Regions from separate parts of the Siniperca chuatsi genome. Here region 2 is linked to region 1. Evidence: chromatin contacts called from public Hi-C data. All regions are on one chromosome and are shown on one strand. The core of a region is the stretch at or near the end of the contact, and the rest is flanking DNA. Distances in the headings are between cores, read along the strand shown.

Region 1 (4,258 bases), core at 856-3,355:
CCCCACCCCCCCCCCACACACAAAAAAGGCAATGACCCAGGAATAAATTACACACGACCTTTATACACATCATGTTTAAAATGCGTCCTGAGTGTTCTAGAGGTGCTTGAAAACATCCAGAGATGGATCCCCTGCTGTAAATTACCTATGAATGCACAAAAAACTTTTAACACAAAAATGCTCTTGAGTGGAGGGGCAGGGTATATTTCCAGTGTGAATGGCCATTCATGTAAAAGGAAACCACAAAATGACCATGTTTCCTCTCTGATTCAATGTTGAACCAGCATTTGCACATAAGCAACCCGGAAACATGCAGACAGCCAGGCCAAAAAAAAAAAAGGTGTTCTTAGAAATTAAATATGAAAAGTATAAAATATGCAGTTAGCTCCCACTATGCCAATGCTGCCTCTGACACAGACTTTCTCTCCTCCGTTCCCACTGCATGTTTTATTCAGGATTGATATTCTAAAAGCTGAAACAGAACAATCTATTTCCCTCCCTGCACTCCTCACTTCTGATTTACTGATGAATATTTCAGAGGAATGTCAGAAAAGACAGAGAAACTCCACTCTGCAAGCCGGCGTCTCACCTCTTCCTCCATCGCCCATCCTCCCTGTGTTTTACAAGACAGCTACGTGATCCTCGCGCAAGACTCACTTAAGTAGCAGATTTGCTTAATTTTCTACATGATTTAACAATTTGTGGAGTGAGTGTTCACGGGCATGAGAAGGGGGGAGAGGGGAGTCTTTGGCTCGGGAGTGGAGAAAAGTGAAAAGGGGGAGAGGGGAAAAAAAGAGATAAAGGGAGGCACAGTGCTGCACAGACAGGACATATGATATGAGTGTGGATGGGGGGGGGGGGGGGGGGTATTCCCAAATATAACAGAATATAAATTAACCACAGAACAGACAGCAAATCTGGTTCTTTTAAATGTTTAAACTTTAACTTTACTTTTTAATCTCTATATTTATGTCACATTAAAAAGTGGAGCAAAAATTAGACTCCATCCATTTGCTTTAAGGATTTATAAAAAACATCAAATACATGCAGCAAGCATAAACAAGCAGGTAAGTAAATTATGGACACATGTGAAAGGCACACATCTGCTCCTGCTCTTTCCAGTCCCTCATGCCTATTTATACCTGACTGGAATGCCAGTGAGTGATTGACTGACTGACACACACACACACAGCTTTACAGGCAGGGCTATTGTTCTCTTTCAGTCTAAGCAAAGTCATGTGCACCACTACAATATATTCAGGCATTACAATACAATACAATATAGCAAACAGAAGGGAAACAGTGAAAAAAGAAGACAGAGGGACACCATCAGGGAGTTTCTCTATCACACACACACACACACATATATACACACATACAAGGAGCTAGAGTACATATGGTACTCACAGTCTTTCAGTGTTGCGGGGGATATTCCTTGGCATGGTTCTGAGACCCAGTCCGTGGCAGTCTACTGTGGTGCCACTGCAGGTACACAGGGCTGGGCAGGCACTGGCATTGCCAATGAGCAGGGCACAGAGCATCACCACCCACATCCAGAGTGGCTGTCTGGCCAGCCTGCCCATGCCTGCCCCAAAACAGCTACCTCTAACGGGCATATTCACCACCACAGCAGCCAGCTCTTCTTTAACAAACCCCTACTTCTCTCTGTCCACCTTGGTTTCTCTGCTTCTCTGCAAAAACCAAGAGTCCTGCTACACTTTGCAAGTCCCCTAGAATAATTATATATTTGTGGTGAATATCAATAGAAAACAAATAAGAAATGCTAATATTTTCCTCTTAGCTGTGAAGCAAAGCAAATCCTTTTTGTTCTTCTAGATTTCTTTTGATGTAGGTATGATATCCACCACAGTTTGCTGATGTAAAAAAAAAAAGCTGTTTTCTTTCTCTTATTTTCTCCTTGCAAACTCTTCTCCTCTCTTGTCTTTGTGGAGTTGCTGTGCTCTGGTCTGCACACGTCTGCGTCTCTGTCCTCCTCTTACTCAGTCCCGCTCTGCTCTGCTCGCCTGAAGAGAGAGGGAATAGGGAAAGAGCAGAAAGAAAAAATAGCCAGTCTCTTTCTCTCTCTCTCTCTCTCTCTCACATACACACACACCAGTCATCCATCACAAGGATCTACAAATAGCAGAGCCCCCCAACTCCACCCCTACCCCTCCTCTCCTCCCCCACTCCTCTCCCTCCTCACACAACACCCCCCCAGAACCCTGCCTGAACTCACTCTCATTCTCGAGATCTCTCTTTCATTCCCTTGATTCTATTCGCAAATCTACTCCACTCCTTTTCTCTCAGGTTTGCCTCCAGGCAAACCCCTGGAGAGAGAGCTAACCTGCATGACACTGCATAACCCCTGCCCGAAGGGAGAGGCTGTGGGGAGACTGGGCTGTGTGTGTGAGTGTGTGTGTGAGTGTGAATGTGTACATGTAACGAAGGAGAATCCACTGGGGAAGAGAGGAATCAACACCTCAGTCTTTGGAGGCAAAAAGCCGGAATAAATAATCCGTAAATGTGGGTCTTAACATGTAGATCAATTGTGGCCACACAGACAGAAGCAGCAGCAGTGAACTGGGGTGGAAAAGCGCACGCACGCACGCACACACACACACACACGCGCGCACACACACACACACACACACACACACACACACAAATATTCATGATTTGTTGGGAAGGCAGACCACAGCCATAAAAAGTAAGTCAACACTATATTTTAAGATCAGCATAGGCACAGGAACAGAGATTATATCCTAATATATACAAATGAAAAGACAAACAGCTACACTCTCAACCATACTTGCTCTGTTATTTGGATTTATGGGAGTAACTGGCACACAGTCCCTCTCTTAATGCCAGGACCATGCATCCCCTGAAGCGGACTCAAAACATAGACATAAACTGGACTGTGTTGAGAAGGGAAATTTGAATGATAAGCAGCATCTGCTGGCCATTATTTACTTTAAAGGACTTCTCTATAAATATTATTTTGCAAAGGCTGACATTTAGTTAAAACAGTGGATGTATTAGAGTCTAGCCGCTGTTGACAGTGTAATTGTATAGCTTTCAGGAAACTTTTCCAAATGCATATTGATTTGCAGTTCGTGGAATTGCAAATTAGAATTCTGGATGTGGGTAGGAAATGGACCTCTTGTTTTTATGAGTTCACTCCAAAGTGCATTGTTCACAGTTATCCACACAATAAAATAAATGGTGACACTTTAAAATAAGATACAGAAAACTGAGAGAACTCACAAAGGGACAAGAGCAACAACAAGCACTTCTAGTATAACTCTGTCCCTGGAGCAGACTTTTTTTTATTGAACCAATGTGTAATGACTAGATCCTAGATATCTGTGAATACTGAATACCTACTTAATGAAGCACCCTTGAATGCTGGATCAGCTGCTAAATGGCACAAAACCAATAACTAATACTTTGGTTTAGTGCCAATTAGTACCTGATTCAGCATTAATCATGAATGATTCATTAGGCACTCATGTAGAGATTCACAGATATCTAGAAACAAATTGTTATAAACTGGCTTCTAAAGTTGCATAGCTTGTCAGTTTTTGTGCTATTTTTTGGTTTTTGAGGTCTGTTTTTGTACAACTCACTATTTAATTCTTGATTTAGAGTCAGCCAGGAAATACTACTACTATTCATTAATTAGCAATTTGTTCCTGACTTGTTCCTTACTTATTGCTTGGCAAACTACTACTACAAGTAACTAAAAGTTACAAACACCTGAGCCATGGCTGTGCTTGGCTCAGCTCGAGCCACTTGGTCTCTAGTCTAGTTCTACAGAGGGCTTTGCTGCGGGGTGGATCCCTCCCAACATAAACATCAGCACAATGACATAGACCTAAGAACCCCATTCAGTTTAACTAACAAAGGCAGAAGGAGAAAAGAAGAAACAGGCAGGGGAGATGCAAGCAGAAGCATTTAAATTTGTGTGTCTGCTTTGTTGCTGCTCGGAACACGTGTGCACATGCAGGTGTACACGCACATACACACAGCAGAAAAAAGCGCCATCTGTCTTGGTAAAAGTGTCAGTGCAGCATAGATCTTCCTTCTATGAATGGCTAATTAAAGAGGAGACAGTGGTGTTTAGTGGTAATGGGGGGTGGTGGTAACAGATACACAACAGGAATTATTCTGCTGCTCTCAAAGCCGTGGGAGGACATGGCAGCAATTTACAATTAGTCTGGGAGAGGAGAGTTCGCAAAACACAAGACCTCCGCTAAGG
Region 2 (4,258 bases), core at 515-3,014, 80 kb before region 1:
TTCCTTATGTGATAAGATAAGATTTCATTCCTTTGTTGCACAGATTTCAAAGCTTGTCTTCCTTACCTGTATTCTACCTTCGCATCCTCATTCACTTGGCAGGTTCCTCCGTTGGCACATGGGTTACTCACACAGGCATTCAGAGCTGTCTCACAGTTCTTGCCCTGAGACAGAGAACAGAGATAATGTTCATTTTTTGCTGTAAATGATGCATACTTCAAGACCTGCAACACCTTGAGGTAAACTTTAGTGTATATTCTCAAATAGGTTGTAGCATTGTGTAGCTCTGACCTTGAATCCTGGAGGACAGCTGCACCTGTAGATCTCCATCAGGTCGCTGTGACAGATGCCTTGGTTCAGACAGGGACTGGACAGACAGGGGTTACACTTGGCCAGCACTGCAGTGTCCACATCTCCTAGGGAAATGCCAGACCAATTAGAATGAATTGTATGTAGATACTACTGTTACTTACATTATATTTCCGCAGTGGTGGAAGAAGTATTTGGATATTCAATAAAAGTAGCAATACCACAGTGTAAAAAAATACTCTGTTATAAGTAAAAGCTGTGCATTCACAATTTGACTTTAGTAAAAGTACAAAAATATTAGCATCAAAATATATGTAAAGTACCAAAAGTAAAAGTACTCATTATGCAGAATGGCCCATTTCAGAATAATGTGTATTATATTATTATATTATATTTATTGATGCATTAATGTGTACATCACTTTAATTTTGCAGCTGGTAAAGGTGGAGCTAATTTTAATTACTTTATATACTGTTGGGTAGCTTGTGAATTCAATCAAGGGACCAATGAAGTCTTATCTTAATGTATGATAATACATCATAATTTATTTGTTGATTATATTTGTATTAATAGTCTGAATCTGCAAAGTAGAAAAAGTATAAATTTCCCTCTGAATTTTTGAAGTTGAAGTACAAAGTAGCAGAAAATAGAAATACTCAAGTACATACCTCAAAATTTTACTTAAGTGCATTACTTGAGTAAATGTACTTAGTTAGTTTCCACCACTGTATTCCCGTGACCAACACAATAATTCACCTGTACATTCAAACTTCTTTGCAGGTGTGGTGAGCAGAAGTTTGCCCTCCATGCCTTGCGGGCCAGCACAGCGAGCGATGCCAGGCTCTTTGTAGCCAGTCTTCACCCAGTCAGATAGCCAGCGCAGGCGACAGTCACAGTACAAGGGGTTGGCACCAATTGCCCTGATTGAGCAGAGACAATAAACATATCAATGATTTGATGATGTAGGATGGCTGTGTTATACTTTTTAACCTTATTTAGTTCAGTAACAAATTCTGTCTATGTCACTGTAGTACACTCTATCAGCAGCAGGTGTCTCTACACCCTTACGTAAAACAAACCATGCCAAACTCAACTTGGTGTGCTATACAACTAAAACACATAATAAAACAGATTTAAAGTTTAATGCTCAATGCCACTTTGTGCCATCCATCATCTGGAGGAGGGCTTCTCAATTATAGGCAAAGGTGTGAACAGAAGGCATTCTTAACCACTTCTGTCATGGTGGTCGTGAATCAATGCCGCTTTGTCCTCCTGCTGGATGCACAAACACTCCTGAATCGATGCTGTTCCATTATGGTGGAACACAGGCTCATCTTTCAGGCCGGGCCAATAGCTGACACCTGACATCTGCTAACATGAAAGCCACTTGACTGTGACTGTGGATCAATGGCTCCACTCCGTCACTCCCTTCACCCCGTTTTCACGCAGCCTTGACTCCTGTACTGCTCTCCAAAAAATATCTTTGTTTAGTATTCTCTATCTCCCTTCTTCCTCTCCAACTGTGACACTGATAGGTCTATTGATCAGTGACTGTCAAGGGATTATGTACATATCTAGGCTGGATGACAGAGGGCACCACTGCAAAGATACCTCTGTGTCGTTTTACACATGTCCACAACGGCTACACACCACACACCCGACAGACACACACAAAATTACAGACATAAATAAACAAACCAAAACAAACACTAAAGTCCACAGACCATGGAGAATGTGTGTGCGTCAGTGAACATGTGTGTGTGTTTCGGAGATGTGACAGGGGGATGAGACAGTAGAGGGGTCTGTGTGTTGCTTTAACCACAGGACTGCAGCTGATTAAGGGAGGGCTTGGCTCATGCAGAGCCCACCAAAGAGGACTACAGACAGGCCACTGTGAGCCACACTCTCCGGCTGTCTGACCAGACCCCCTCTGTGACTGAAAGTGTGTATATTATGCATACTGTGTGTGTGCATATATGTGTGTGTGTGTGTGTGTGTGTGTGTGTGTGTGTGTGTAGACTTCACAAACTCAGTGGTAAGTGCAGATGGTATCACAAAAGCTGCCATTGGGGTATAAAGTTGTGTGTGTGTGTGTGTGTGTCACTACTTACAAGTGGGAAAGTGACGCCACATCATTGAAGATGCCATCAGGAAGCTCTGAGATTTCGTTGCCATGGAGAGACCTTAGGGAAAAAAGAGAAGATTTAAAGCAAAAAAGTGTGAGGATTTGCTGGTTTTCTTAGTCTTCTGTTATAGATTGAATATCGATATCGATATTGAATATCTTTGGTTTTGATTTGGTTTTGAACTGTTGGTCAGACAAAACGAGCAATTTGAAAATGTCATCTTGGGCCTTTTTTACAATTTTATAGACAAAACGATTAATCAAGAAAATAATTGGCATATTAAACGATAATGAAAATAAATGTTAGTTGCAGTCCGACATACTATACTTTGTTTTCAGACAACTAAAACCAGGAGGAATATTTATTGAGGAATATTTCAGTGTTGTGTTGGGAGGTAAGTGATTTGTATTTCTGGTTGAGCCTTGTGCAGCTGGTAAAGATGTGAGGCTCTGGAAAAGACTGGTGTCAAGTTTTTATGTGCGTCTGGCTGGCAGGGCCAACAAGTGTACGGGGGGGGGGTAACAGAGTTGCACCACATGCAGGACATTGAAAAACATCGGTGTAACTGTGTGTGTGCAGATTAACAAGTATATTTACATGTTTGCATATTTGGGCACATGCATGTATATTAATGTTTGTGTGCATATAGTCTAATTTGTATATACTGTTATTTTCCTTGCTGTTCTCTGACTACTATCTAGGGTGACAAGCCAACATGGCTTAATGGCTGCTGTAATCCGCAGGGTCATTACCACCTCGAACCCTCAGCTGACCACACACTAATGTTACCACAGCTCAGTCCACAGTACCAATACATGACACATCTGCTCTCTGTGTCTGGATGAAGAGAACTGATGTATAAACAGACTTTGAAAGACTACTTCCTTCTTTGTTTGATCTGTGAATTACCGCAAAGCTGTGGAAGAGTCAGGTGAAAGGATACAGAGGGTGAAGCTGGTCAATGTTAGGATACAGAGCCTGCTTGAGTATGAAAGGGAAAATATACAATGTACCCATCTGTGACAACAAGTTAATTGGCCTGTGTGCAGGGGAGAATGCTTATTAGTGCAGACTGAGTTGTGGTAGTAGGAGAACAGTTAGGATACTGAGGGCATGAAGCCAGCAACAGTGTGCCAGCCAGGCAGAGAAAGGAGCCAGGGAGTCTCCAGGAGGAAACCTGATCCGCTGTTGTACTAACATTCTCTCTCTCTGTCTGTCTCTCTTTCTTTTTCATTTTCTTTTCTACAGCTGTTTATCATTACATCACTCCATCTTACCTATGTCAACTTATCTTAGCTTGGCACAGTTCTCAGAGTGGAATTGCATTTGGTGTTTCAGGACAGGCAAAATGATGAATTATGACTAAAAAGAAGTTCTGTACAATGTGCACAGGCTGTCCAACTTAACTTGTTTGAAATTTTCACAGACTTGTTCACCTGCAAACCAATAATGTTTTGTGATTCTGTGAGTCCTCTGAGCCACAGGTTTTTGCTTTAGCTCTTGTGTTGAGGATCATGTGACAGTGGCATTTACTCACAGCACTGTATCCAACAGCAGCTTGAGAATATGTCAGTTTGGATGTCTTTCATTGAAGGCTTTACTTTCTTTTCCTTTATCACACTCTTTCATATCACTTTCTTTTCTCACAGCTTCCCACCCAAACCCTGGTGGGACACGCCCCAGCGCTGGTTCAGCTCACTCTCCTCACACCTAATACCCAGCAGGCCAATTAGCAGCTTATTAATCTGCAGCTCAAACCACAACCATCATACACACACACACACACACACACGTACACTTACACCAAACCGCACAACATCCAT

What was found. Hi-C and Micro-C count contacts between places; a contact is called where the count stands out from the background.
Region 2: a contact with region 1 is called in a Hi-C map of liver, with 2.4 times the contacts expected there. The contact joins the enhancer-like site here to the promoter of slit1a in region 1. A contact is called at or near these places in 3 of 3 Hi-C or Micro-C datasets (liver, skeletal muscle and an unstated tissue).

Annotation. Positions count from the first base shown.
Region 1 is chrLG11:14,737,858-14,742,115 of ASM2008510v1, reverse strand. It overlaps slit1a (slit homolog 1a), which reads right to left and starts at 2,105. Exons shown (of 36, transcript XM_044213187.1): 1 at 1,408-2,105. The coding sequence starts at 1,616.
Region 2 is chrLG11:14,817,122-14,821,379 of ASM2008510v1, reverse strand. It overlaps slit1a (slit homolog 1a), which reads right to left. Exons shown (of 36, transcript XM_044213187.1): 24 at 2,421-2,492; 25 at 1,066-1,229; 26 at 292-416; 27 at 67-164. Among protein-coding and RNA genes, the nearest start is that of wu:fc17b08, 41 kb to the left of the region's middle. Within about 2 kb of position 1,764, the one cell type or tissue checked has an H3K27ac peak away from gene starts, as active enhancers do. A contact at or near this core is called in liver, where this site is marked.